Regions from separate parts of the Sus scrofa genome. Here all the other regions are linked to region 5. The links are chromatin contacts, called in public Hi-C and HiChIP or PLAC-seq maps. All regions are on one chromosome and are shown on one strand. Each heading gives the region's core, a stretch centred on a gene start, on an enhancer-like site or on the middle of the called end of the contact. The rest is flanking DNA. Distances are from core to core; before and after follow the strand shown. Region 1 holds the start of EEFSEC (selenocysteine-specific elongation factor). Region 2 holds the start of GP9 (glycoprotein IX platelet). Region 3 holds the start of LOC102162880 (pre-mRNA-splicing factor ISY1 homolog). Region 4 holds the start of RAB43 (ras-related protein Rab-43). Region 5 holds the start of RPN1 (ribophorin I).

Region 1 (2,700 bases), core at 70-2,569, 300 kb before region 5:
CGGGCTGCCAGGGTGACAACCTAATCCAAGGTTAGTAGAGGATGTGTGGAGGAAGGTACATAGTTAACACAATCACTGGCAAGGTAGATACCCTCAGAGAAAAGAGAAATTTCCATTTCACTCCTAAAAGAATCTTTAAAGCCAAAACTCAAATCAAAGAGCAAAGTATAATAACTTCCTCTGGGAAAATTTATAATTAATCCTGGATTAATTGGCCTTAATGAAGTTGAATTAATTACTAGCTGTTTGTAAAGAACTTTGAACTACTTTAGTACAAAATGGCATTAAAGAAACAGAAAGGAACATTAAGTACAAATCCCAAATAATCATAGTTCTGCAGGCAGTTCCCTGTCAATCATTTCTCAGTGCCTGGGGTCCAGGTTTACAATCCAGGCTGCGACCCAGGAGTCTGCTGCAGAGGAGAGTGTCTTTGTGGGCTGGAGGTTCAGGGGTGGGTCCACTCAAGAAACAGTTATGGAGCCTTTGCATGTACCAGGCTGAGGGCAAGCAAAGACATGTAAGGGGTCCTCAGTGGGCTAGGACGGGTAGAGTGCCAGAGCACCAGCCTGATCTAAAGCAAACTTGCCTCACTGGGATAGAAGCCAGGATAGAGACAAAGGACACAGGAGGGGCTTGATGTGACCTGCATTTTGCTGGCAAAAGTGCCCCAGTTCCTACAGGGCATTCCCCTGCAACCTTGGAGTGAGCTTATGACTCACACCTGCCCAGCCAGGCTCTCTATTTCTCTGCTTGGTGCAGGGGCACAGCCAACCCCAACTACAGTCTTCATCTGGCTGAGTTTCAGACAACCCAGAGTTGCCATCTCCTTGGCACTTGTGGAGACAGGGCTGGACTCAACGGGAGGCTCATGCCCAGGTTGCTGCTGGGGTAGGACCTGGCTTGGAGCCAGCGGCTATGGGAGGTGGAGGCAGGAAGACCCACCTGGTGTTAAAGCCCCAGCCCTGCTGCTGGCCAGCGCTTAGGTATAAGTCAGGGCAGGTAGACAGCCCCAAGTCTCATGGCTCAACAAAGCATGTGTTCCTCAGATTTCATATGGAAACGCTCTCTCCTCTCGGAAATCGAGAAGATGAGGCAATGTTCAGCTCGCATTCTCGCCCACTTTCCCTTGGCTGAAGCTGAGCAGGGGCTCCCGGGTCTACACAGGACATAGCCTGCTGACGCCTCTCCTGTGAGGCACCTGCCTGGCCAGTGCAAGCATTTAAAGCTGTGATCCCTGTTGCTGACGGGGAGACACTTTTTATGGATAACACTTGAAAAGCGTGAGATTCGTGGGCTCTCCCCCGCGCGCACGCACCTTACACACGGCCTGGAGCTGTGCGGGACGCCATTGACCCGGGTGCGTGTTGCCGCGTCGGGAAAACAGCCGTCCTTTCCCGGCGGCCCTCCCCAGTTTTTTCCACGCGGGCTCTTCTGAGCCGCGCGCCTCAGCTTCGCCACCAGCCGCCTCCCCGGCTCCAGTCCTGCCGCCTGGGCTCTACTTTCCCGGGGGCTTCTCGTGCGAGCAGCGGTCGGTTCGGCTTTCGGTCCCTGTTTGTCGCCCCCCACCCCCGCCCACGTGGTGCGGGGAGAGCGCCGTCCCCGCGAGGCCCTGAGAATGAACGAGTGGAAGTGAGACCGCGGAGACTGAGCGAGAGGCGGACGGCGCCTCAAGCTCTGGGCTCCCCGGCTTCGGGCGGCGGACGGCGGGCGGAAGCTTCGGCGCCGGAACATACGAGCGGGGCGCGGGCGGCGGGGGTCGGCTTAGCTGGCGGACCGCGGCGGCGGCATGGCGGGCCGGCGGGTGAACGTGAACGTGGGCGTCCTGGGCCACATTGACAGCGGCAAGACCGCGCTGGCGCGAGCGCTCAGCACAACAGCCTCCACCGCGGCCTTCGACAAGCAGCCGCAGAGCCGCGAGCGCGGCATCACGCTCGACCTGGGCTTCTCGTGCTTCTCGGTGCCACTGCCCGAGCGCCTGAGGCCGGCGCCGCCGGGGACCGAGCCCGAGTCCGGGGCCGAGCTGCAGATCACGCTGGTCGACTGCCCCGGGCACGCCTCCCTCATCCGGACCATCATCGGCGGTGAGCACAGACGGCGGGGGCGCCTTGCCGGGCGGGGGGCGCGGCGCGGGAGCCCCTCGCACCACCCCAGCAGGAGGGGCCTCTCTAGAAACAGCGAAAGTGTTTCGTTTGTACCACATGTGTTTGTAATACACGCACGAGTTAGGGCAACTCAGGACCACAGAAAGTGCCCAGAAGGTCTCCATTCACTGCCCCCAGTCTCCTGCTTTCCCGGTCTGGGTGCCAGTCTTAGGGACTCCGTGTGAAGACAGGCAGGCCCGTGTATAAGTCAACCCCTCCTCTTGTTCTTATTTATTTTTTTTAACAGAATAGTTAACACCACTTACACTGTTTCACTCAATACTCGGGGTATCTTATCTGTACATATAAAGAGACATCATTCTTTTTAAAGGTCACATGAATTTCCATTGTACACTTGTACCATCTTTTTCTTAATCTTTTAAAAATTTTTTTATTTTTTCCATTATAACTGGTTTACAGTGTTCTGTCAATTTTCTACTGTACGCAAGGTGACCCAGTTACACATACATGTATACATTCTTTTTTCTCACATTATCGTGCTCCATCGTAAGTGACTAGATAGAGTTCCGAGTGCTATACATCAGGATCTCTTTGCTCT
Region 2 (2,700 bases), core at 123-2,622, 330 kb after region 5:
GTCCCTTTGGCCTTCCTGTGTCACCCTCTGACCCACAGGTCTGTCACTTGGCCCTCCTTGAGAGGGGGACCTTGGTATAATTGATTTGGTTGTTATCTGATATGGTGGAGAAAAGTATTACTGAACTGCTGGCACCAGATTCTTCTCTCTTGTTTGGAGATTTGGGTGACTTTTTTTGGGGGTAGGGGAGAGCTCAGACCTTGAGGGTGTCTGACCCTAGCACGAAGACGGGGGGCTGCTTCCACAGGAAAGGGAGGAATTTGTTGTTTTGTTTCTGGGGAAGAGTGCAGAGGAGGAAAAGGAGAGAGAGAGAGAGCAGAAGATGACAAAAGATGGGGTGCCCTCATGGACAGAACAGAGAGTCAAAGGCCATTTGGGAAACAGTGATGTGCCTTCCAAGGCCTGTCTGTCACAGAGACAGGTATAGCCCCTCGCCTTCCACTTGGGGTCCATGCGTCCTCTCTGCTCACTGCTGTGTCTGAAGACAAGGTTTCCTGGAGCTTGGAGAGGGGCTGGATGTTGACGGGAGGTTGGTCTGGGCTGCGAGAGGCCATGTAGGAAGCAGATGCTGTCCCTTTGAGAGGGTATCCCAGGACCCAGTCTCCCAGGACCCGCAGGCGCAGGGGAAGGGCTAGGGGTGTCGAGAGATTGTGGAACTGCAGGTGCCTGGAGAGGGGCGTGGAGGTGGGACAAATCATGGCACTAGGAACTTGGAGCGGGTGCACAACAGAGAAGCCCCAACTGAGGGACGCTGGTTTCCAGAAGGAGCCAGGCTCCGGTACTAATGGGAAACCCATCTCTGAGCTGCCGGTTTATTTTGGGCTCCGGGGGCGGTAGCACCGCCCAGGGCCTAGACGGTGCACAGCAGGCCCGCCAGCAGAGCCAGGCCCAGCGCGGCCACGACGGCCAGCGCCACGTCCAACCACGGCCCACCCGGGGACGCCCAGGACGCCCGGAGACTCCAGCCGCAGGCTCCCAGCTCTGAGCCGCTGAGCTGGCTGAGCGCGCGGCCGGAGGCGTGGCCGGGGCTCGCACAGCGCACGCGCGGCAGCTCCCCCGGGGCGCGGTCCTGCAGCCAGAGGCGCAAGTACGTGAGGCCGCAGTCGCAGTGCCAGGGGTTGTTCGCCAGTTGGAGGGTCTGCAGCTGGAGCATGTGGTCGAAGGCGCCGGGCGGCACGGAGCGCAGGCTGTTGTTGGCCAGCAGGAGGTGGCGCGTGTGGGCCGGCAGGGCGGGCAGGGCCGCGAGTCCCCGGCTCTGGCAGTCCACCTCCAGCCCCATGGTGCCCAGGGTGCGGCAGCTACAGGCGGCCGGGCAGTCCTCGGCCGCCTGAACGGCCGTCCAGAGCAGCAACAGAGCCGCCCACGCCGGCATCGGGCAGGTGGGCTGCGGGGACAACTGGTAGTGAGATGGGGTGGTAGTACTGGGGCCTGCACCCTATCCTGAGGATCCGTGGGACCCGACCGGACAAAGGACCACTCACCTCCCTCTCAGGCCTCGGCTTCTCCTCCGGGAGGTGGGCGGTGGGGACAGGGAAGTGAAGCACGACGACCCAGGCCAGCTGATCCTCCCCGGAAGCTCAGAAGGCAGGACGCTCAGCTGTGTTGGGGGCAGGGGGTGGGGCTTAGTCCCTTCTTGGGACAGGGGAGGGCCCTGCTGTCCCCTAGCAGAGACCCCAACCCCTGCTCAGGGTTGGGGGGAGCAGATGCCTGCTAAATGATCAGAGCCCTGGCCCTAGCCTCTGCCCCCAGAGCCTGGGAAGGGTCTGAAGAGGGTCTCCCAGACTGTGCCCAGTCCCCACCCCCAGCGCCTAAGTCAGGGTCTGGCAGATGGTGTTCATGCCACAGACCACACAGCTTGGCCAGGGCAGAGAGTTCACATGGTCCCTGGTGTAGACAGTCGCTGGGTGAGGATGTGGAAAGGACATAGGGATGGGTACCCAGAAGAGGCTCCACCTGGAAAGCAAGGCTCTCCCTTAAGTTGGAAATCTGAGGCCCAGAGAGGGAGAGTGACTTGTGCATGGCTGCCCAGAGACCAAGCACTCAATCTCAAGAGCCTGGCTCTGCCAGGTTCACTGCCTTTCCTCTGGGACTCAGTGGGGGCTGTTTCCCCTGCTGCAGACAAACTCCCCCTCCAGGGCCTGGCTCGGGGCAGGCTTCCAATGAGTTGGTTGAATAAACTAATCAATCTCGTCACAGAGCAAATACCCCCCACTCCCATCCTCTCTAGGGGAATGAAGGAGGGACAGAGGCTGGACTTGCCTGCTGGCTTCCTTCCTGCAGGACCTGGATCTGCTCCCCGCCTCCCACCCCTGGGAGGCCCTACCATGTAGGAGGTGGTGCTGGGAGATGAGGGCCACTTACCTGGCAGGCCTGCTGTTGGGCACCCCTTTCTGTGTCCTGAACTATTCTGGCTGAGGGTGCAGTGGCTGCTCTATGTGGTGCAGCAGATGGTGGCTCCTGCCTGAGTGGGAGGAAGGAAATGATGAAAATAGCCTGGCTTATCCAGCATGCAGCCCCGGAGGGCCTATCTCCAGGAGCTGGTCCTGAGGCGTCCTGGGGCCTTGTGCACAGAACCACAGGTCAGCCCCCATTTACGGAGGCGGGGGTCCCACTGTACATCCCACTGTACCCCATTGCCTCCATGAGTCTCACTACAGGATGTGTGGGAAAACCCTGTCCCAGGAGGTGGAGGAGGCTTCC
Region 3 (2,700 bases), core at 108-2,607, 270 kb after region 5:
CGCAGACACGGCTCGAATCCTGAGTTGCTGTGGCTCTGGCATAGGCTGGCGGCTACAGCTCTGATTTGACCCCTAGACTGGGAACTTCTTTTGTGGAGGGTGTGGCCCTAAAAAGACAAAAAACAGCAGCAGGATGAGCAGAGGAAGGACTTTAGCAGACTGGCAAGATAAATGGATCAGCATGCTGTTTCAAGTACCAGGAAGTCAGACTCTCACTGATTTCAACACTAAAGGGAATTTACTGGTTTACACAACTGAAGATTGAGTAGTGGGCTCCAGGTAAAGCCTGAAATCTTTCAGCAACTCAATGACTTCCACGTACTAAGGACTGTCTGCCCTTGGAGTCTGAAAGTGGCTGTCAGCTAGGGAAGGACCATCCAAATGATCACAATACTTCATTTCTGAGTTCAAGGTGGCTGTTCCCATAGTCACCAGAGAAGGAACGTGGGTACTTTGCATGGTACCGCCTAAGCGACACACATTCCTTTCATTCAATTCCCACTGGCCATTATTTATTAGCAGACTCATATCTAGCTGCTGCGGAGGTGCGACGGCCATAGCCCCTCCTAAACGTTCACGGAGAATACTGGTCATAGTTCAGGCCTGACCCTGGTGCCCATTCCCAGTACGTGTCCGTCCTGCCTGATGTGGTGCTTCCTGACTGCGGCCGGTGTGCCAGTGGCAGAAGTAACCGCGGCGAAGCACCGTGCTTGCAAAGGGCCAGCCGCTGTAAGTGGCTGAAGTAGCCACCAGCCCTCGCCTGAATTCCACACCACAGTTCACTGCAACACTGACACCCTGTGGGAGGAGCCAGCAGAACCATCCGGATCGTGGCCTCTCCCCTGCCTTCCCGGTCCTTGACTAAGGACCTTCCGATCCCAGCAATGTGCCCAGCACACACCTACCGACTTCCCCTCTGCGGGCAGTGATACACCACCTCTCTCATCAGCCTCCTCCAGTAAGTGCGTTTTTCTTCCTTGGACCTTACATTTCTATTTTAAAAGAAAGTGACCTCAAGCACTGGTCCAGCTCTGACCCCGCGATTCCAGGAGAAAATCTCAGAAAAAGCATAGGCCCCATGTAAATGCCAGAGAGGCGGGCAGGAGTTGACGAGGCCCGCACACGGTGTGTCTGTTCTTTCAGAATCAGACAGGGTCCGCGGGACGCGTAACTACTGCGGCGTTCGAAAGCCCGCACCTCCTTAGACGCAAATGCAGAGCGAGATCCGAAGTTGCAGCAGTTACTGCTAGAAATCTCGCGTTTTATCGCGAGAGCAAAGCCAGTGGACCAGCCACGTCAGTCACATTGCGCAAGCGCAGTTCTGCCAACGTCCTTTTTTTTTTGTACGTGCGCTTTGGTGCGCCGTCCAAACGCCATGGTGAGGCTGTCTAGGGGAATGCGCGTTCATTTCCTCCCCCTCCCCAGGCCAATTCTCCGTTTTGCTTCCGGTCGCTCACTTCCGGTCCTTTCCATTTTTCCGTCCGATAGAGAAACTGGTGGTGCTTTCAACTAAAGTCCGGTTCCTATTAGCCGCGCGTCGGGAGGTGAATCTACGTGGGTTGGGGCCGCTGGGCCCAAGGGCGGCGCTCTCTCTCGCATCATGGTGAGTAGGGTTGGGAGTAAGGGGAGAGAGCGGTAGGCCGTGAGGGTGCCCGGCCTGGGGCTCTCCGGCGGCCCGCCTGCGTCCTCCAGCTCCGCGGCTGTGACGCGGGGAGTCCCTTCCCGTCTCGTCTTCGCTCACAAGTTGGGGGAAACTGGACCTCGGCAACCGCCCTGTCGTCCGCAGCCGGTGTGGAGCGCTGTAGTTACTCATCGGGAAAACCGAGGCTGGGCAGGCGCCAGGCCGGCCCCACGCCGTTTGCTGTGTGTCTCCCCCGACTGGATAGACACTCGCAGAGCACAGGGTCTTTCACCGTAGCTTAGTTAACGTCTCACTCGGTGCCTTGGCGCGTCGTCTGCGCCCAGGAACGGAAAGAGTGCTACATAGTGTCGTTGCAGGAGGTTGTGAATCCTTAGGGCAAAAGCAGCCGTTTCTGTTCCCCAGGCTTTGGACGATATGTCCCGTACTGCTGCTTCCTGCTGGCCGGCTCAGCCTCGAGCTTCGTTTCTGAACTCTGACAAGCCTGGGGCATTCCCGCTCTCCTTTCCCTAGCCCGGGAGAAGGATCCCTGGGCCTGGATGTTTCTGGCTTCAGGAGTGGTTGGGTATTTTCTGTAACTGCCCTCATCATACCTTCACATTTGCGGTTGTACAAGCCCTCATCACATCATACATTGTTTTGAGGTGGAAGTTCCTATGAGTTCCCGTAAAAGCAAGAACCATGACCAAAATTCTAGTACCCAGCATGCTGTTTTTTAAGCATGGAGTCATTGTGGAGAAACACTGAATTAAATACTTAGAATGTGTAGGCTTTGATGACTAATTAAGGTGAGGACAGCCTCAGCCTTCAAGATGATGGCTTCTCCTGGGACAGCCTCTCAGTTTTATCCCTTAGTAGATATGTGTTCACTTTTATATATAAGCATTTGCCAAATTTGTTTCTCTGTCCCGTGAAAAAGAGGGTCAGAAAGATTTAAATCGATCTCACTTTTGCTGAGCATCTACAAACTGCATGCCGGGGAGTTCTCATTGTGATGCAGTGGAAACAAATCCGACTAGTATCTGTGAGGATTTGGGTTCAATCCCTGGCCTTACTCAGTG
Region 4 (2,700 bases), core at 143-2,642, 300 kb after region 5:
CTTCTCACAGACATCTAGGTCTCCTCTCTCTGAGGAGCCCTGGTTCACTGGTCCATCCCAGAATGGGTCTGTCCCTTCCACAGAATTCTCCCTGAACCTCCCTTCTTCCTCCGCTGAGAACAATCTTTTTTTTTTTTTTTTTTTGTCTTTTGAGGGCCACACCCGCGGCACAAGGAGATTCCCAGGCTAGGGGTCTAATCGGAGCTGTTGCTGCCAGCCACAACCACAGCCACAGCAACGCCAGGTCCAAGCCGCATCTGCAACCTACGCCACAACTCACAGCAACACTGGGTCCTTAACCCACTGAACGAGGCCAGGGATTGAACCAGCAACCTCATGGTTCCTAGTCGGATTTGTTTCTGATGAGCCAGGACAGGAACTCCTCAGGACAATCTTTGATGCTTATCAGGTGGGTCAGTTCCCCCTAGGCCTGTGTCCCCATCCTGAGATGTTTGGGCAGCTCCCTCTACCACTGTGGGCTGCCTTTTGGGCTTGGGATCCCCCACCTCCTCCTGGCCTAGCCTCCCACGAAATGGGTCTCCCACTTCCACTCTCCCAGAAACCTGGCTGGGGTGGGGGTGTCACCTTGAGCACATAGCCCTCAGGCCCCTTCCCCACAAGGATTCTGGCCCAGTTTTGTAGCCAGCTTAGTTTTTGGCCTCACCGAAGCCTTCTTTGTCTCCTTTTCCTTATTCAACATGGGAAAATGCCACCACTTATGGCATCCTCTGTTGGAGGGGATCCCTGTCGGTGCTATTGGTGTGAGCACTGGCTGTCCCTTCCCCAGAGATCCATCCTAGAAGAGGCCATTTTGCGTCCAAGGGCTAGGTTAACGTGTCTCAGAGACCTCACCTTCCCTCGAGTTCGCTCCTGAATGTAGGTCTGGGAGAGCTCAGGTAGGAGAGGCCAGGCAGGTAGGGGAGCCCAGCTATGGGCCAGGTCTCGGGAGCGGGAGGCATACAAAGTCTGTGGGCGCTAGGCGGGTGCAGGGAGTGGTGCTACTGGAGGAGTTGGGCTGTGAGCGGGATTAAGGGCGGAGCCGAGAAGTGCTAACCCGCTGAGGGCATCCCCGAGGGCTCATTGGCAATGGGGGCGGGACCGAGAGCCGGGATTGGGGAGGGGTCTTGCCGGGGTAAGGGTGAGGGGGGGTTCTGAAATGGATTCTGATTGGGTCTTGTCTGAGGGCGGAGTCTCATTGGAGGCGGTCCTGAGAGGCAGTACTGAGGCTGCAGTACGGATGGGGGCGGGGTCTGATGGCAGGCGGTCTGGGGGCGGAGTCCGGAAGGGGCGTGTCCTGGGCAGTACCCAAAGCGGCCCTGAGATCCGGATTGGCCTGTCGCTAAGTAGAGGGCTGGACCAGGCGAGTCCGGGGCGGAACCGCGGCTGCGGGGCGGGGCAGGTGGGGCGGGCCCGGGCATAGCGGGCGGTGGCGTCCCTTCTCCAGGTGTTGCGGCGCTTCCACGTCGCCAGGCGGTCCGCGGCTTGCGTGAGCCCAGGCCGCCCCAGCGTCCAGAGTGCCGGCCCTTGGGCTCCCGAGGCCATGGCGGGGCCGGGCCCTGGGGACCCGGACGAGCAGTACGATTTCCTGTTCAAGCTGGTGCTGGTGGGCGACGCGAGCGTAGGCAAGACGTGCGTAGTGCAGCGCTTCAAGACCGGCGCCTTCTCGGAGCGCCAGGGCAGCACCATCGGCGTGGACTTCACCATGAAGACGCTGGAGATCCAGGGCCAGCGGGTCAAGGTGGGAGTCCCGGCCTGGGCCGCCGTGCAGCCGGGCCCCGGGGCACTAGGGACGTCAGGACCCTGGAGGGTCCCCTCCGTGGGGCGGGGGCCGCGGCTAGTTCCCCGACTGCTCTGCAGCGGCCAGCGCCCCCGCTAGCCCCCTCCCCGTCCTCGCGTCCGAGCAGGCCTGGGCCTTGGCTTCCGTGCGCACAGCGCCCGCCTCGGGGTGCGTGGGTGCGTGCGCTGGGGGGAGTGCGGAGGGGGAGGCCCTGCCCTCCAGAGCTGCACGCCGGGGGGACTTTGCTCCAAAATAGCTTATCCAGCGCCGGCAGGCGGAGCGCCTAGGGCACCGGCACAAGGGGGGGCTCCTGGCCGTCCTGGCCCTGCCCCACCACGATCGGAGTCTCCAATTCGGCCCTCGGGTGGGGACCCTAGGCAGAAGGGGACACCCCCCCTCCACGACTAGGCGGGACCAGGAAGTAGTTGCTTGTAGGGCCGGAGGGCCAAAACTTTTTGTCAGAATTTCCGGCCTGGCCACGCCTCCCTGCAGTCTCTTTGTGGACCTGGTGGTGGAACTTTACTCGGCCTGGGCCAGCCTGGGTCCCCTCCCCCAGCTCAGCTCGTAGGAACTGAAAACTTCACTAGACACCGGAAGGTGGGGGAGAGGACCGAGCGCTGGCAATGGCTCCGCACAGAAACAGCGAGATGTAGCTGTCTCAGTATCCTAGCAATTGTTTGATAACTAACATTGGTGATTAATGAATCAGTTTCTTCACCTGGGTGCCAGCCTTCCTAGTAGAGCAAGAGACTATATTGTTCTTGCTCCGTAACTTGACTTAACTGCGCTGCTCGGAAATCCTTTCCTTTCTCTCAAGGTTTTGAGTTCCCACTTCCCCAGCCAGCGCCTAAGAGCCCTGGACAGGGACTGCACAGGGCAAGTGTCTCTCCTGTTATCTCCGTGTTTTCGAGTTGAGCCGGATG
Region 5 (2,700 bases), core at 124-2,623:
TTTCTCTCTTGGACTACAAACTAAAAAATGACTCTGAGCAAAGCTGGTGATGAGACTGCAGGTTTTATACTCCAACAGAACCCTACCTTTGAACCAACTAGTCCAGAAGAGACAACATGAGACAGTGAAGAACATACAGAGTCTTAAACCAAAGCTCAACTCTTTGTTCGAAGACCTCACATAGTGGGTTATACAGCTTCCCCTCCCAGACTTCAGACTCCTCAGGTGCACTAACAGTATACCTCAAAGGGCTACCATGAGAGTTAAATGAGGATGTACTTAAAATATCTACCATAGTACCTGACATAAAGTCTCAATAAGGCACCAGTACAATAACCCAGCCTGTAAGACTCTCCAGCATGAAGGCCAGATAGTAATCCTGTGGCAACCTCACTAAATCAGCACTAGCTTTTATAAAAGAATGCGATTGAACCTTCAAAACATTCAAATGAAGTTTTAATCTTTCCACAAACCTTTAAGCAAAACTGTGTTTCAAATTTTAGACAAGGCATGAAAGGTACAGGAGTCATTTCAGAAGCATAATCTCTGTAAAGGTAGCTTTGTATCTCCAAACTCAGTCAGACAGAGGCGTGCTTGGAAGAAACACGACACTGTAATGACTATTCTCCCAACCAATAACTGGGTAATGACTTAATGGCTGCTATTTAATGAAAGCAGTAATAAAAAGCAAACCTCTGCATAGGTATATTCTCTCTATTCCCAAAGCCAACAGCTTCCTCAAGAGGCGTGAAACTGATTAGGCAAACTTGGGAGCCATTTACTGCTTCAGCGTGAGAATGACAACCGGTCTAGGGGGAGAGAACCGGACTTCACTTTCTGTACTGTATTACTTGTATGACTCTTTCAACTAAAAGAAATAAACCCTTTAAAGAGTTAAATCGCGACCAAAAGAAATGCGTTACATTAACAACGGTTTCAAACGATTCAGACGTGAAGCAGGGGACATGCTGCTCCATTTCCGATCGCACTGGACAGAGTCCACCCTCGCTCGCCAATCGCGCTCCGGCCCGGCCAGCAGCACCCCAAGCCCCGCCCGCCGGCCTGTGCTGACGTGTCCCCGCCGCCTCGGCCCCAGCTCACCTGCACGCCGAGGTGCGCCAAGCGGGCCTCCAGCTCGGGCTCCAGGGCTAGTAGGAAGGAGGCGGCGCGGGGCGAGGAGCTGCTGCCCGCGTGCGCCAGGACCACCTCGGCCGTCACCTTAGCCAGGTGGCTGCTCAGATCCACCGTGCGCTTCACGTCCTCGTTGACCAGCGGCAGCGCCTCGGGGGAGGCGCGGCCCGGCGCCGGGGCCCAGGCCCAGAGCAACAGCAGCAGCGGTAGCAGGCAGACTGCGGGCGCCTCCATGGCCGGGATGGAGCTGAGCCTCAGGCCGCCCGCCAGCCCGCCCCTGCGCCCCGCCTCCGCCACGACGCAGTTGACCATTGGGTCCGCCAGCATCCCAAGATGGCGGCGCCCAGGGCTGAGGACCCCCTTCTCCAGGGCAACAGGCGACCCGCCGGGCGCCTGCCTGCGCGCGCACTCCCGATCTATTCTCGCGGGAAGGAGCCCTGGCACTCCGCCTCTCCCGCCACCCTCCGACTCCCCACCGAGACGGTGGCTTTTCTGCTTCCTGATGGGGTAGAATATAGCCCTAACGGAGAACGTAAAAGCTTTAGCAAAAATTTAAGCAGAAACAGGACATCTGCACAGTCTCAAAGTATCTCCCCTACAATACTTAGTAATTACAAAGGGGTAAATAGTAAATTGATATTCCAGAATCCTGGCAGACACCACCTTGACCAAGGTTAACATCACCGACCGAAGGACGTAGTGACGTCACGTACCACACCCAGAAGGGCACCTCACTCCTGCGATACTGCCCACAGAACTGAAAATGCACCTCAGGGAGACCACAAGAAACATAGGACAAACCAAAAGCACCTTGTCTTTATCCCAGTGACGCCCGTTTCCGACTTCTATCCTAGGAAACTATAGATTTAAGTTGGTGTTATTTTAAGCCACTGAGTTTGCAGTAATTTGTTACAGCATCAATAAGGAACTTATACAGAAGTTTTGCTCTGCTGGGCAGGGACGTTGTCTAGACTGTTCGTCCCAGGACCTCAGCATGTGGGGCATAGTGACCAGTTAGCACTGATTGGATGAATAAATGAATTTTTTATTATAAATGCTATTTACCCCTACTGTATAGATGAGTAAACACACAACAAAGTCAGTAAATGTCAGGTTGTTTGGAAACCTAGACTGACCCTGAACTGGAGCTCTTTGGACTACTCCAGGCTGTTGAATAAAACCCCAGATTTTCACAGACAAAAAGAAGCATTAGCTATCCCAATACGATCCTTATTTTCTGAAAGTGAAATACAAGTCCAGGGAGGGTAATTTATCCAAAGATACACAGCTATTTAAGAGCAAAGCTGGGGCTAGAAACCTGATTTCCTAACTCCCCATCACCCATGCCAGGATGGATAGTGTCAAACATCTAACAGTCACTATTAAAATGCTGTACAAGGAAGTTGTTTTGGCAATAGCCAGGTGCAAATCTAGGGCCATCCACCAAACCTGAAATGAATGAACCATTTTGATTTTTTTCCACTAAGTGACAATTGTACAGCAAAGACATGCCTCAAGTGTTGTGGCATGGTTTTTGTTTGTTTGTTTGTTTGTTGGCCACCCCGCAAC

The links. A called contact is a pair of places that touch in the nucleus more often than the background predicts. HiChIP or PLAC-seq counts read pairs in DNA pulled down with a chosen protein or histone mark.
Region 1: a contact with region 5 is called in an H3K27ac HiChIP or PLAC-seq map of alveolar macrophages. The contact joins the promoter of EEFSEC here to the promoter of RPN1 in region 5. A contact is called at or near these places in 1 of 5 promoter capture datasets (fetal liver) and 1 of 2 datasets of contacts at active chromatin or transcription factors (alveolar macrophages).
Region 2: an H3K27ac HiChIP or PLAC-seq map of alveolar macrophages shows a contact between it and region 5. The contact joins the promoter of GP9 here to the promoter of RPN1 in region 5. A contact is called at or near these places in 1 of 5 promoter capture datasets (fetal liver) and 1 of 2 datasets of contacts at active chromatin or transcription factors (alveolar macrophages).
Region 3: a contact with region 5 is called in a Hi-C map of skeletal muscle, with 6 times the contacts expected there. The contact joins the promoter of LOC102162880 here to the promoter of RPN1 in region 5. A contact is called at or near these places in 2 of 5 promoter capture datasets (fetal liver and liver), 4 of 47 Hi-C or Micro-C datasets (heart right ventricle, liver, mesenteric adipose tissue and 1 more) and 1 of 2 datasets of contacts at active chromatin or transcription factors (alveolar macrophages).
Region 4: a Hi-C map of embryonic fibroblasts shows a contact between it and region 5, with 2.1 times the contacts expected there. The contact joins the promoter of RAB43 here to the promoter of RPN1 in region 5. A contact is called at or near these places in 2 of 5 promoter capture datasets (fetal liver and liver), 2 of 47 Hi-C or Micro-C datasets (embryonic fibroblasts and liver) and 1 of 2 datasets of contacts at active chromatin or transcription factors (alveolar macrophages).

The regions. Positions count from the first base shown.
Region 1 is chr13:72,194,964-72,197,663 of Sscrofa11.1, reverse strand. It overlaps EEFSEC (selenocysteine-specific elongation factor), which reads left to right and starts at 1,319. Exons shown (of 7, transcript XM_021069440.1): 1 at 1,319-2,081. The coding sequence starts at 1,787. It overlaps RUVBL1 (ruvB-like 1), which reads right to left and starts at 1,445. Exons shown (of 11, transcript XM_021069443.1): 1 at 1,316-1,445.
Region 2 is chr13:71,559,780-71,562,479 of Sscrofa11.1, reverse strand. It overlaps GP9 (glycoprotein IX platelet), which reads right to left and starts at 1,372. Exons shown (of 1, transcript NM_001141989.1): 1 at 851-1,372. The coding sequence starts at 1,372. The coding sequence ends at 851.
Region 3 is chr13:71,621,492-71,624,191 of Sscrofa11.1, reverse strand. It overlaps LOC102162880 (pre-mRNA-splicing factor ISY1 homolog), which reads left to right and starts at 1,357. Exons shown (of 12, transcript XM_021069415.1): 1 at 1,357-1,378; 2 at 1,489-1,603. The coding sequence starts at 1,601.
Region 4 is chr13:71,595,010-71,597,709 of Sscrofa11.1, reverse strand. RAB43 (ras-related protein Rab-43) reads left to right here and starts at 1,392. Exons shown (of 3, transcript XM_021069416.1): 1 at 1,392-1,738. The coding sequence starts at 1,541.
Region 5 is chr13:71,891,273-71,893,972 of Sscrofa11.1, reverse strand. RPN1 (ribophorin I) reads right to left here and starts at 1,373. Exons shown (of 10, transcript NM_214333.1): 1 at 1,102-1,373. The coding sequence starts at 1,365.